Linked DNA regions of Mus musculus: region 1 is linked to region 2. A link is a contact called in public HiChIP or PLAC-seq data. All regions are on one chromosome and are shown on one strand. The core of a region is the stretch at or near the end of the contact, and the rest is flanking DNA. Distances in the headings are between cores, read along the strand shown. Region 1 overlaps Zfp870 (zinc finger protein 870). Region 2 holds the start of Zfp799 (zinc finger protein 799).

The links. HiChIP or PLAC-seq counts read pairs in DNA pulled down with a chosen protein or histone mark.
Region 1: a contact with region 2 is called in an H3K27ac HiChIP or PLAC-seq map of embryonic stem cells, with 7 read pairs. The contact joins the enhancer-like site here to the promoter of Zfp799 in region 2. A contact is called at or near these places in 5 of 39 promoter capture datasets (3T3-L1-derived adipocytes, the HPC-7 cell line, cranial neural crest and 2 more), 2 of 484 Hi-C or Micro-C datasets (embryonic stem cells and nephron progenitors), 4 of 115 datasets of contacts at active chromatin or transcription factors (embryonic stem cells, memory CD8 T cells and trophoblast stem cells) and 4 of 9 other capture datasets (adipose tissue, embryonic stem cells, liver and 1 more).

Annotation. Positions count from the first base shown.
Region 1 is chr17:32,874,772-32,881,663 of GRCm38.p6, forward strand. It overlaps Zfp870 (zinc finger protein 870), which reads right to left. Exons shown (of 4, transcript NM_207245.2): 4 at 4,450-6,892. Among named protein-coding and RNA genes, the nearest start is that of Gm50050, 13 kb to the left of the region's middle. Within about 2 kb of position 2,925, at least 38 of the 459 cell types and tissues checked have an H3K27ac peak or open chromatin away from gene starts, as enhancers often do. A contact at or near this core is called in embryonic stem cells, nephron progenitors and trophoblast stem cells, where this site is marked.
Region 2 is chr17:32,826,068-32,832,794 of GRCm38.p6, forward strand. It overlaps Zfp799 (zinc finger protein 799), which reads right to left and starts at 4,194. Exons shown (of 4, transcript NM_177359.5): 1 at 4,022-4,194. The coding sequence starts at 4,024.

The sequences.
Region 1 (6,892 bases), core at 1,675-4,174, 47 kb after region 2:
TTCTTTCTTTCTTTCTTTCTTTCTTTCTTTCTTTCTTTTCTTTCTTCCTTCCTTCCTTTCTTTCTTTCTTTCTTTCTTTCTTTCTTTCTTTCTTTCTTTCTTTCTTTCTTTTCTTTCCTTCCTTCCTTCCTTCCTTCCTTCCTTCCTTCCTCTCTCTCTCTCTCTCTCTCTCTCTCTCTCTCTCTCTCTCTTTCTTTCTTTCTTTCTTTAAGATTTATTTATTTTATGTATGTGAGTATACTGTTGATCTCTTCAGACACACACCAAAACAGGTTTTTAAATTCCCTCCCATTACAGATGGTTGTGAGCCACAATGTGGTTGCTGGGAATTGGACTCAGGACCTCTGAATGAGCAGTCAGTGCTCTTAACCTCTGAGCCATCTCTCCAGCCAGAAGTCTTATTTCAAATGGCTTCTTCTATTGGTGTAGGTGTCTCTCTTATTTATTGAATACTCACAGCCATCCCAGGGGCAGCTTATAAAAGCAAAAACTGCTCTTTGCCCCTTGTCTCTCTTTGACTCTCTTCTCTCCCTGACTCCTTTCTCCCTCTCCCCACTCCCCCCGTCCCCATCAGCCTGTCAGTCCGTCTGTCTGTCTCTGTCATTCTCTGTCTCTACTCCCTCCTCAATTCCCTTTCCCATATCTATAAATAAACTCTATTCTATACTATACCCATTGTATGACTGGTACCTCAGGAGGAAGGGATGCCTCAGCATGGGCCCACCAATGCATCCCTCCCACCTCACCATACTCAGCTCTACCAAACATATCTTGTTGGTTTTTGTTTTTGTTTTTAAATAAATCACAACAATAAGTGACCATTAAAAATGGTTATCAAGGGACTGGAGATATGGCTCAGTTGTTAAGAGCACTGACTACTCTTCCAGAGGTCCTGTGTTTAGTTCCCAGAAACCGCATGGTGGCTCACAAACATCTGTAATGGGATTTGGCACACAGGTTTACATGCAGATAGAGCAATCATATACATAAAATAAATAATTAAAAAATGTTGGGGCTGGTGAGATGGCTCAACGGATAAGAGCACCAACTGCTTTTCCAAAGGTCCTGAGTTTAAATCCCAGCAACCACATGGTGGCTCACAACCATCTGTAATGAGATCTGACGCCCTCTTCTGGAGTGTCTGAAGACAGCTACAGTGTACTTACATATAATAAATAAATAAATCTTAAGAAAAAAATGTTTATCATGGGCTGAAGAGATAGCTCAGAGTTTAGGATCCTGGTTCAATTCCCAGCACCCATATGGCAGTTTACAACTCCTGTTTGTAACTCCAGGTCCAGGAGAGCTGGCACCCTCACATAGGCATAAATATACAGGTAAAACACCAATGCACATTCAAAGTAAATAAATCTTTTAAAAAATTTTAAGAACAACATCAACAACAAAAGCAAAAACCATAAAAGCGCATACACAGTGCTACCAGGCCATTGGTTCAGGGCCAAGCTTATTGCGGCTAACTATACAAAGCACTTCTGACTTTATTGTGATTGGTTTCAAAAAAACACCAAAGCACAGAACATAACAGAATATGCAATCAACCTGGACATGAGGAAGTCTCCTAGTGACAGCAATAGCAGCATGCAGTGGCTTGCTAAACAGGCAGGCAGCAGTTCCCCAGGCGTTAACACTTTCCAATGTACAGACACTGAATGCATCTTTTCTGCTTTTCACCAATATTTGGCTCTTCTTTATTGGCTTACTGAGAACAGGGGGCTGGGCCTGACTTGGGGCACAGGTTGGGAATGCCAGCTTCAATAACACAAACGTGTCTGTCTGTTGCCTGACATAACGGGCTCAAGGCTCTTGTGGTCACTGTAAGATGAATGATGTTATAGGTTTGACAGAAAGGGAGCTGAGAAGAGATTCACTGGGTGAATTATAATATCAAGCCTCAGGCAGCTATAACCTAAGGCATAATCTATAACCACAGGCAGACCTACGCTAAGCACGGGCAGTGTGAAAAAGCATCGGAGAAGGAACAGATAGACACTTGAGCCCTGAAGCTGGGTGTGGTGGTGCAAGCCTTTACTCCCAGCTCTGGAGAGGCAGAGAGACTTCTGAGTCTGAGATCAGCCTGGTTCACAATGTGGGTTCCAGGACAGCCAGAAGAACTACACAGAGAAACCCTGTCTGGAAAAGTCCAACTCCCCACCCCCTTACAAAAGACTAGAGAGCCATGACTCTAAGCTATCCTGCATCCAGTCGTTTTCCCCACCTTAACTGCAGCTGAGGTTTAGCTCATGACTTGAGGTTTATGAGAAATTGAGCCAGGTTGTGCAGGCGCCTAGTCATATGGAGTTCTTAACCACAGCATGACCGTTAATTCCGCTCTACCTGCAGAAACAAGAAGACCGGATATGGAGTTTCCCAAACCCTCTGCTCCCAATGGAACCGAACCGAACCAATAAAAAGCTTGAACTTCCTGTGTAAGTCCCCGAGCCCTGTTAGGTGCACTCAACTCATCCAGGGAATAAAGCCGTGCTATTCCAAAAAAGTGGTCTCCGGCTGTCATTGTGTCCGGATGCTTCTCTGCCCCGTTTTGTTTGTTTATAATATTGAGAGTCACAGATACTCTTAGTAGCTGCATCCTGAGACATTACATGGGAGTGTGGCGAGGTTTTAGGTAAAGAGCAGGGCAGTGAATTAACAGCTACCATCCACGTAGATCCCCCTCCCTCATCTCTGCAAAAAAGCCCCAGTTCGACTCCTAAGGCGGCCCACTCACGACCCAGACTGTAGGGGACCCGGGCAGCACGCGCTAAGCTAAGAGACGTTGCAACACCCAAAGCTCAGATAAGGAAAGGCCCGAAGCTCTGCCTGCTGGCCCAGCTCCTTCTAGCAGGATGCCAGAAGCAGCAGGGGCCAGCGGGGACAGACCAGACTCAGCGGCAAGCAGTATCAGCGGTATCCCTTACCGCCTCCAGGTTGCAGCTGCCTCCTCCCACACCTGGGACGCTCAACAGCATTCACCATTTCCTGTCTTTTCGTGTCCTGGTGTCCTCCTGCCACTCCTGCAGTCAATGAATGCGACCTGGAGGCCAAGGACTGTGCTCTAGGATCTGCTTTCAAAGAACACACAGGTACCTAAAATGCGCAGGAAAAGAAACAGATCTGATAGTGGCAGAATGCCTCACTCACAGAACAAACTCCTCGTTGGCCAATCAATACAAGCGCTCAAGTAACACCTTGGACCCACCTCCTCAAGACCCAGGAACAGAGGAAGCAACTTGAACCAGGCAAGGTAGAGCTCAAATTACAGACTCTTGATCTTTCCCGATCCCAGAATCCCGCTGTCGTCCATGCAGGACATTGAGCACCAGCAGGGATTAATGAAGGAATCACACTGGCCATGAAGGCAGTTACAGACCTTGGGGCTCGGTGGGAAACTCCTTTTGTAAGATTTGTGGTAGCTCAAAATGACCATGGTTGTAAAAAAGTTAAGTAAATGTGTTCTTTTCCCAGAATTTGCCTCACTGCAAGGTGTGCTAAGTCTTCCGATTGTATAGAAAAGCCCACACAATGTCTCCGGTCCTTAAGTCTGCCCCCTTAATGCAGTTAAAGGTTAACCAGTGATAAACTGCCAGCCCTAAACTGTGACTGAGAACTGCTCTAAAAAATGTATAAAAGGTGTGTGCTTTAGCTACTCAGGGTTGCTTCTATCCTGATTTCAGAACGACCCCAGCAGGGTGGATTAATAAACCTCTTGCTTTTTGCATCGATCTCCGTCTCTGTGAGTGGGACATCCCGGACGTAAGGCTTTTCGGGTCTTACACTTTCAGAACTATAATCAGCGGCAATATTTGGCTTCCTACTCTTTGGCTGTTGTGGTCTTCCTCAAAGCCAATTCCAAAAGCCAAGTATTTTCCAAAAGGACTGCAGGGCTAGATAGGCATCTTAATGGTGTAAGGGTTCATGATTGTCCGAAGAATGATACAGGGGATTCAAGTAGTATGTAAACACAGTGTTTTATTCTGCAGAAGTCCATCATGCTGGGGTCTCCCACTACCAAGATAAAGACAGAGAGACCCCCCCGAAGTGAGCTCGCAGGCCTGATTTAAAGCACAGTAGGGGAACTCTGGGTAGGTGACCTCTATCTTAATCTGTTGAGTTCATATCTAGGGACATCCCAGAGCCATTATGGGGCGTGGCGGCTGAAAAGTGCTGCTGTCCTTGCCATTGTCCTTGCCTCAGGTTGGGTGGCGCGACAGCTTCCGACTAGCTGCCTGAAGGGTTTTTCTAGTAGCCGACTTGCTTGAGCTTGCCTGGACTTGTCCAGTTCATGGAAACATATTTAGGCCTGTCTCCTGAAGCTTGTCTGGAGTCAGCCTAGCCTTCTCAGTGGTAGCGCTTTGCGAGCTTCTGTGAAGTCCTGGGCCCGGCCCTCACCACCCCCACGCCTGCATCAGAAACAAAACTGGAAACAGAATGTCTTTCTGAAGTATTTCTTTTTAATTGCGTTTACACGTGCAGGACTGTGTGTGGGTCTGAATTGTGAGAGCAGTGCTCCCAGAGGCTTCCAATAGAACCACGTTTGCCATCCATGCTGCTGTACAGATGTTTCTCTTTGTTGTGGTGAAAACAAGTGCTGGGGTTAATGCGAATGTTAAGATATTGGGCTGAGGGCTGGTGAGGTGGCTCAGTGGGTAAGAGCACCCGACTGCTCTTCTGAAGGTCCGGGGTTTAAATCCCAGCAACCACATGGTAGCTCACAACCACCCATAACAAGATCTGACTCCCTCTTCTGGATTGTATGAGGACAGCTACAGTGTACTTACATATAATAAATAAATGAATCTTTAAAAATATTTAAAAAAAAAGATATTGGGCTGAGGAGCTGGGAACGTAGCTTGGTGATTAAGAGCACCTTCTGCTCTTGGGCAGGACCAGACTTCAGTTCCCAGCACCCCTGGCAGCTCACAACTACCAGCTTGCTCTAAGGTAGTAAGTGGTTTTCAACCTTCCCAATGCGGTGACCCTTTAATATAGTTCATTTGGCAACTCAAACCATTACATTGTTTTTGTTGCTAGTTCATAACTGTGATGCTGCTGTTATGAATCATAATGTACATTTTTTTGTTGAGAAGGAGGGTTGTTAAAAGGCCACCAACCCACAGGTTGAGAAGCAATACTCATAAGGCATCTAATGGCTTTCTGGACTCGGGTTACCGTCACACATGTCCATACTCACACATATAAGTATAAAAAAATTGAAAATGTGTCATACCTATACATAAATATATAAAAATAAAAATGTTTTAAAATGTTGACTATGGTGAGGTGAAGGACACTGAAAAAATAAACAGGAAGGCTTGATTCTGGGTATGAGATTGCCAACCTGAGCACATTTGGGAAACAAAGCTGGTCTTGACAGGTTGGCGAGTCATACACAGGCCCTGCTGTCTAGTTTTCCTTTCGTGGGCTCCTGCACTGTACTGGTTACTTGTGACAACTTGACACAGGCTAGAGTCATTTGAGAAGAGGGAACCAACATTGAGAAAATGCTTCAAAACCGGGCTGAACGCAAGGCTGTAGAGCATTTTCTCGATTTGTGACTGATGGGGGGAGGGCCCAGTCCATTATAGATGGTGCTATCCCTGGGCTGGTGGTCCTGGATTCTGTAAGAAAGCAGGTTGAACAAGGCAGTGTGAGCAAGCAGTAGTAAGCAGCTCCCCTCCGTAGCCTCTGCATCAGCCTCCAGCTTCCTGCCCTGTCTGAGTTCCTGTCCCGACTCCCTTTGATGATGCACTGTGATTTTGAAGTATAAAGCCAGATGAACCCTGTCTCCCCACTCGTTTGGCTTGTGGTGTTTATCACAGCCATACTCACCCACTAAATCATGCACCTAATGTAACTGCCACAGACTAAATTGTAGGCGTGGATGGCTTCAAAAAGCTTCCACCTTTCCAGGAAGGAGGTCACCCCAGACTACCCAATAGTCAAAGAGCTCACCAAGTCAACCTGCAGCGGCATCTTGGTATCTGTGTCTCTTTATGGTTAGAACGCCTAGTTGTGGTCAAATATACTGAAGCTGCTCTTAGGCAGGGGCACTGTCAGAAACTAATAATATGTAGTAAGATGGAGCAAACGGTGTCTATATTCACCTATCTAACCACGAAGACTAGACACGTATATAAGGGAAAGTGCTTGCTTAACATGCAGTAAATGGGCAATTGAGTATTTTTAGCTATGTAATTTTTGAAAATGAAAACAGATATACTTCCTGTCAAAATACTACTTCACACGGTGATGACAGAATAAGGCATGAGCATTGCAGTGAGTGTGAGAACATCCTGCCTGGGCTACATAGCACAAACCAAGTTATCTGGCAGTTGTTAGCTAGTTGTTTGCCTGGAGACGTGGCTTAGTGGTCAGGAGCACTGGCGTTTCAGAGTCCCTGGCGTTAACTCCCAACATCCCAACATGGAGGTTCAAACCATCTGTAACTCCACTTCCTGGGGGTTCAATGCTGTCTTCTGGCCTCATTGGGCACCAGGTACACATACACAGAACAGATACAGATGCAGGCAAAACACTCACATTTGTGAAATAAAAATTTACGAAGTTAAAGAGGGAGACGGGGCTAGGAGGAAGGGAAAAGAGTAGGAGGAGACACTAGAACACACTTCCTTCAAGACCTATAGTTTGCCTATAGCTTGCCTGGTATGTGGTTTTTGACTCAAACTTTCTAAAACAGTCCTTGAGATTTCCTCTGGGCTCACTTATTATTATCAGGATACAATCCCCCAAAGGGGAGCCCAGTTTCCCTGGGAATACCAGGACCTCAATACACCCAGACAGCTCTGAAACTTGGAATCCTTCTCACAAGCTTCCCAAGTAGGACACATGCCTGAGCCACCACACCTGGGGACAA
Region 2 (6,727 bases), core at 2,944-5,443:
AGAGAAGAGAAGAGAAGAGAAAAGATCCAGAACTGAGTTTGGTTTGCAGCCCCCATGTCAGGTTTGTAACTCGTCTACAGAGATGTTGTCACCTTTGGCCTCTCCAAGCACCTGTATTCATGTGCACACACTAGTACACATGATTCAAAATTAAGATAAAAAATCTTAAAAAAAGAAAAATCAGGGACTACTCTTCTAGAGGTCCTGAGTTCAATTCCCAGCAACCACATGGTGGTTCACAACCATCTGTAATGGGATCCAATGCCCTCTTCTGGTGTGTCTGAAGACAGCTACAGTGTACTCATGTAAATAAAATAATTTTTAAAAAATCAATTAACATAGTTAATACCCATTCAAGGATTGAACAAGTCAACTTTCCTTAAATGCCAGGATCAAGCGGGTTTAAATAAATGTTGATCTACGCTGACACTTTCGTTCAGAGTAGTTTGAAGTCTCTCCCACTCTCACTAAAAAGACTATGAAGTAATTAAAGTACTTGTCAGAAAGACTATCTCCCCTAATGCATTGTCTAATAGCATACCGAAAGGTAATGGGGCTACCTTTGTTTCTGAGTTAACACAGAAGATAAATGAGCTGGTTAACAAAGTTTGACATATCTGGGAAGGGGAATTTTTTTGTTTTCGGTTTGGTTCTTTTGGGGGAGTTAGTTTGAGGCATGGTTTCTCTGTGTAACAGCCATGGCTCTCCTGGAAATCACTGTAGACCAGGCTGGCCTTGAGTTCTGAGAGATCCACCTGCCTGTGCCTCCTCAGTGTTGGAATTAAAGGCGGGCATCATCACACCCAGCCTGGGAAGGAGAATCTTAGTCTGAGGGCATTTTCTTCATTAATGATGCCATGGTAAGATCCAGTTCACTATGGGTGGTGCCATCCTGGTAGATGGTCCTGGGTAGAATAAGAAAACAGGCTGAGGAAGCCACAGTGAAGAAGGCAGTAAGTAGCACTCAGTGGCCTCAGTTTCAGGTCATGCCTCCAGCTTCGAGCTTCCACAAGACCTGGAGGGTCCATGCCTTAAATAATGTGAAAGGATGAACACAGTTTATTAAACACAGAGGCTATATTGTGCCAAGACAAGCTGTTCGTTAGGATTCACTCCTGCACACTGTACTTGAGTCCTCACAACTATACTTAAATTGACAGTACTATCCTAGAACAGGAATTAAAAGTTAAAACTCTAGATATGAGCCAGTGAGATGCCTCACTGGGTAAGCAATCTGAGCACAGGACATAGTTCCTTAGAACCTACATGATGTGAGGAGAGAACGAACTCCAGGGAGTGGTCCTCTAACTTACATACATACTCCATGACACACAGACCACCCCCATACACAGTAAATAATGAAATGGCTTTAAAAGTTGTGATTGCTATGTATGGTAGATTTTATGTATTTATTTTGAGTCAGAGTCTTACTGTCAAGCTCTGGCTGGCCTGAAACTCACTATGTGACCAGGCTGGCCTATCAACTAGCCTTTGCTTCCTTATTCACCACTGTTTTTTTTTTCCCCATTTTTTATTAGATATTTTCTTTATATACATTTCAAATTTCAAATGCTATCCCGAAAGTTCCCTATACCCTCCCCCCACCCTGCTCCCCTACCCACCCTCTCCTGCTTCTTGGCCCTGGCATTCCCCTGTACTGGGGCATATAAAGTTTGCAATACCAAGGGGCCTCTCTTTCCAGTGATGGCCAATTAGGCCATCTTCTGCTACATATCTCTGCAGCTAGAGACACAAGCTCTGGGGGTACTGGTTAGTTCATATTGTTGTTCTACCTATAGGGTTGCAGACCCCTTCAGCTCCTTGGGTACTTTCTCTAGCTTCTCCATTGGGGGCCCTGTGTTCCATCTTATAGATGACTGTGAGCATCAACTTCTGTATTTGCCAGGCACTGGCATAGTCTCACAAGAGACAGCTCTATCAGGGTCCTTTCAGCAAAATCTTGCTGGCATATGCAATAGTGTCTGGGTTTGGTGGATGATTATGGGATGGATCCCCGGGTGGGGTAGTCTCTGGTCTGGATAGTCCATCCTTTCGTCTTAGCTCCAAACTTTGTCTCTATAACTCCTTTCACGGGTATTTTGTTCCCTATTCTAAGGAGGAACGAAGTATCCACCCATTGGTCTTCCCTCTTCTTGATTTTCTTGTGTTTTGCAAATTGTATCTTGGGTGTTCTATGCTTCATTCACCACTGTTTTTAACTTCCTTCAAGAGAAGCCCTCTGGCCATCTGTAGGGAAGCTTTTCAATCTTCCATGTGGGGCTTTATTCTATTGCAATAGCCCATTCATATCCAGTCATGTCTTACCCCATGAAGATTTTTTCATGTTAAAACGTTTAGAAACAATCCAAGGCAGTAATACTTATGATAAAGACCAATCTGAGCAAGCCATGCACGTGACCAGTAATACTTATGATAAAGACCAATCTGAGCGAGCCATGCACGTGACCAGTAATACTTATGATAAAGACCAATCTGAGCAAGCCATGCACGTGACCAGTAATACTTATGATAAGGACCAATCTGAGCGAGCCATGCACGTGACCAGTAATACGTATGATAAAAACCAATCTGAGCGAGCCATGCACGTGACCAGTAATACGTATGATAAAAACCAATCTGAGCGAGCCATGCACGTGACCAGTAATACTTATGATAAAGACCAATCTGAGCAAGCCATGCACGTGACCAGTAATACTTATGATAAGGACCAATCTGAGCAAGCCATGCACGTGAATTTTCCTTTTCAGTAAGTCCAGCAATGTCAAAAGGGTTTGGAAAGTCAGGCATTTATTGAGAGTTATAAGAATCCTTAGGCTAAGAATACAAGTCATGGAATTTAGAGGAAACTTCCCTTGAGTGAAACCCATAGGCATGTTCTCATAGGACTAGCGGATGTCACTGAAATGTGAGAGAAGACAGGGTGGGGTGGGGCTGTTCTGGGATACTCTGTGCTTTGGGAACTATCAGCTTTCTGGCCTACATGACTGTTTTGTTAAGCAAAAACTCTGCACTGGTTTATTCTGAATATCAATATCAACAAAGAACAAATAAAGGCACAATTTAATAATCTGTCTCAATAATGACGCCTGACAATATACCAAATCATATATACATGCACATAAAACTCACCAGCCTAACCAGATATAACCCCCTGCCTGAGACTATAGAAACTGCAACAAGCTGGTTGACGGGTCATAGGGTCAATTGTCAAAAGCCAGAAAACTTATCACAGGAAAAGCCCCGTCTCTACCCTAGGACTCCAGCTCTAGGACCTCAGCTCACTTCAAACAGGCCTTCTAACAACAGCCTGTGCTCGGAACGTGCATTGGACATTCTACACCCTCACTGATAAGTCTTACCAGTTCTCTGCCTCCAACTTGAGAACCTCCTATATTTTCAGCCTTTCTAACCATTTAGTAACTTGCACTTTGTATACCATTGTGTTAAATGGTCATGTGTTACCTGCCTATTGATAGTAATACTTAAGATAGGGATAAATGCATCGTGGTTGCCAATGGCCAGCTCTCAAGGATAACCAGGTGTACTCATCAAATCCTAGCCGATAAAGGCTGAGAAATGACTGACTGTTAAGTAAATTGGGACACTGAGCAGACATAAATGCAGCCTACTTTTTTTTTTTTTTTTTTTTTTTTTTTTTTTTTTTTGACAACGTGCATAGAACCCGGGCTCACCTCGCGGTTTTCCTACAAATCCCCTTACAAGAGCCCAAACCCACGGTTCCCCACGACTCTCCGCCTACACCTCCCAGACTGCGGAGACGCAGGCTGCAAGCGCCCAGCTGACCTGAGACCCCGCAGCACTGAGCTCTCAGCAAAGGACAGGACCGCAGCTCTGCCTGCTGGTCCAGCTCCATCCAGAGGGACCCGGGCAGCGCGGCCCAGCAGAGCAGATGAGATGCAGACTCAGCTGCCCTGGAAGGCCGCGTCCCCACTGCCGCCTCCGCTTACAGTAGCCTCCTCCCTACAGCCTGCGCACGCACCATTTCCAGTCACCGGGTGTCCAGGTGACCTCCTGCGATTCCCGCTGTCAGTAGGGGGGACAGAGATACCGAGGAGAGAGACCTGGGGGCCGCAGTCAAAGACACAGGACGACAATATGGCGGGGACACACAATGGCACCCCAAATGTTGTGCTTTCTACGTCACCGAAGACCGAAACTCCTCATTGGGCAGTTCACACAGCTACCAAACGTTCTCCTTGATTGGCCAACAATCCGTGAGCCTGCCTCCTGAATCCTGAGTGACAATAGAAACATCTCCTTCCTCCCTGGAAGACTTCACAGTTGACCCTGGTTCCTACTCTGGAGAGCACCTGGCCCCACCAAGGTTTTTTCTCAGATGCACTACTTTTATCGTTCCTTTTTGGTACATTTATTTATAGCTCATGTTTCAATATCACCACACAAGATATTTTGATGATCCCAGAAGGGCAAAAGTCAAAGGGTTGGGGCTAGGGAGATGGCTCCTTTGAAGTTCTTCTGGAGAACTCGGGTTGGCTTTCCAGAACCTCATCGTGGTTCACAATTGTCTGTAACTCTTAATTCCAGGGGATCTGATGCCTGATGCCCTATTTTTGCCTCCAAGGGCACCATGCATGCAATGGGTGCACAAACCATACCTGCAGGAAAAATATACCTGCACACACACACAAAATAATAAAATGAAAAAAATAAAAATAATCAGCCTCCTTCCTCAAAAGCACAGGTCTTCCAAACCCCCTCATGTATCATCTCATCAAACAAGCAAGCGACAACAAATTTCTGCTTTGTGTTGGCCAGCTGCTCCCACATACGGGGCCTCATTTGGAGTGTGGTTGATGTTCCCTGTGTCACTCCATTAAGGAAAAACAATTTTCGCTCTCCTAGCATCTTGATTAGGAGTGGGACTTTGCTACCACTTCCCCTTCCCTGGGCTGGGATTTTTGTCTAACTTTATTGAACTTATGTAGGTCTTGTACATGTAGCCACTGTCTCTCTGAGTTCTTATGTGCACCAACCCTGCTTATCTGGAAAACACTGTTTTCTTGAAGTCACCCATCTCCTCTGGTCTTACAAACATTACACTGCCTCTTCTACAGAGATCTCTACCTTCATTAGATTTTTTTTTCCTTTTTTGATTCTTCAGCTAAGACAGTAAGAAATATGATGTCATACAGACCCTAAGAAAACACAAATGCCAGCCCAGGCTACTATATCCAGCAAAACTCTCAATTACCATAGATGGAGAGAGCAAGATAGTCCATGACAAAAACAAATTTACACAATATCTTTCCAAAAATCCAGACCTAAAAAGGATAATAGAAGGAAAACTCCAACACAAGAAAGGAAAGTACACCCTAGAAAAAGCAAGACAGTAATCTTCTTTCAACAAACCCAAAAGAAGACAGCCACACAAACATAATTCCACCTCAAACAACAAAAATATCAGGAATCAACAATCACTATTTCTTAATATCTCTTAACACCAATGGACTCAATTCCTCAATAAAAAGACATAGACTAACAGACTGGATACATAAACAATCCAGAATTTTGCTGCATACAGGAATTGCACCTCAGTGTCAAAGACAGACACTACCTCAGAGAAAAGGGTTGCAAAACAATTTTCCAAGACAATGGTCCCCAAAACAAGCTGGAGTAGCCATTCTAATATCAAATAAAATTGACTGTCAACCTAAAATTATCATAAAAGATAAGGAAGGACACTTCATACTCATCAAAGGAAAAATCTACCAAGAAGAGCTCTCAATTCTGAACATTTATGCTCCAAATGCAAGGGTACCCACATTCATAAAAGAAACTTCACTAAAGCTCAACACCCCACTCTCAGCAATAGACAGATCATGGAAACAGAAACTAAACAGAGACACAGTGTAACTAACAGAAGTTATGGACCAAATAGATTTAACAGATATCTACAGAATATTTCATCCTAAAACAAAAGGATATACCTTCTTCTCAGCACCTCATGGTATGTTCTCCAAAACTGACCATATAATCCATCACAAAACAGGCCTCAGCAGATACAAGAAGACTGAAATAATCTCATGCACCCTATCAGATCACCATGGACTAAGGCTGGTCTTCAACAACAACAAAAACAACAGAAAGCCGACATACCCATAGAAGCTGAACAACACTCTGCTCAATGATAACTTGGACAAGGAACAAATAAAGAAAAAACTTTTTAGAATTTAATGAAAATGAAAGCACAACATTACCCCAAATTATAGGACACAATGAAAGCAGTGCTAAGAGGAAAACTCATAGCACTGAGTGCCTCCAAAAAGAAACTGGAGAGAGCATACACTAGCAGCTTTCAGCACACCTAAAAACTCTAGGACAAAAGGAAACAAATTCACCCAAGAGGAGTAGATGGCAACAAATAATCAAACTTGGGGCTGAAATCAACCAAGCAGAAACAAAAAGAGCTATATTTTTGTATAGTTTTTTGTTAATTCTTTAACAAACAAACCCAGGAGCTGGTTCTTTGAAAAATTCAACAAGATAGATAAATCCTTAGCCAGCCTAACCAGAGGCACAGAGACAGTATCCAAATTAACAAAATCAGAAATGAAAAGAGAGATATAACAAAAGAAACTGAGGAATCCAAAAAACAAAACAAAACAAAAAAATCAGATCCTACTACAAAAGCCTATACTCAACAAAACTGGAAATTATGATGAAA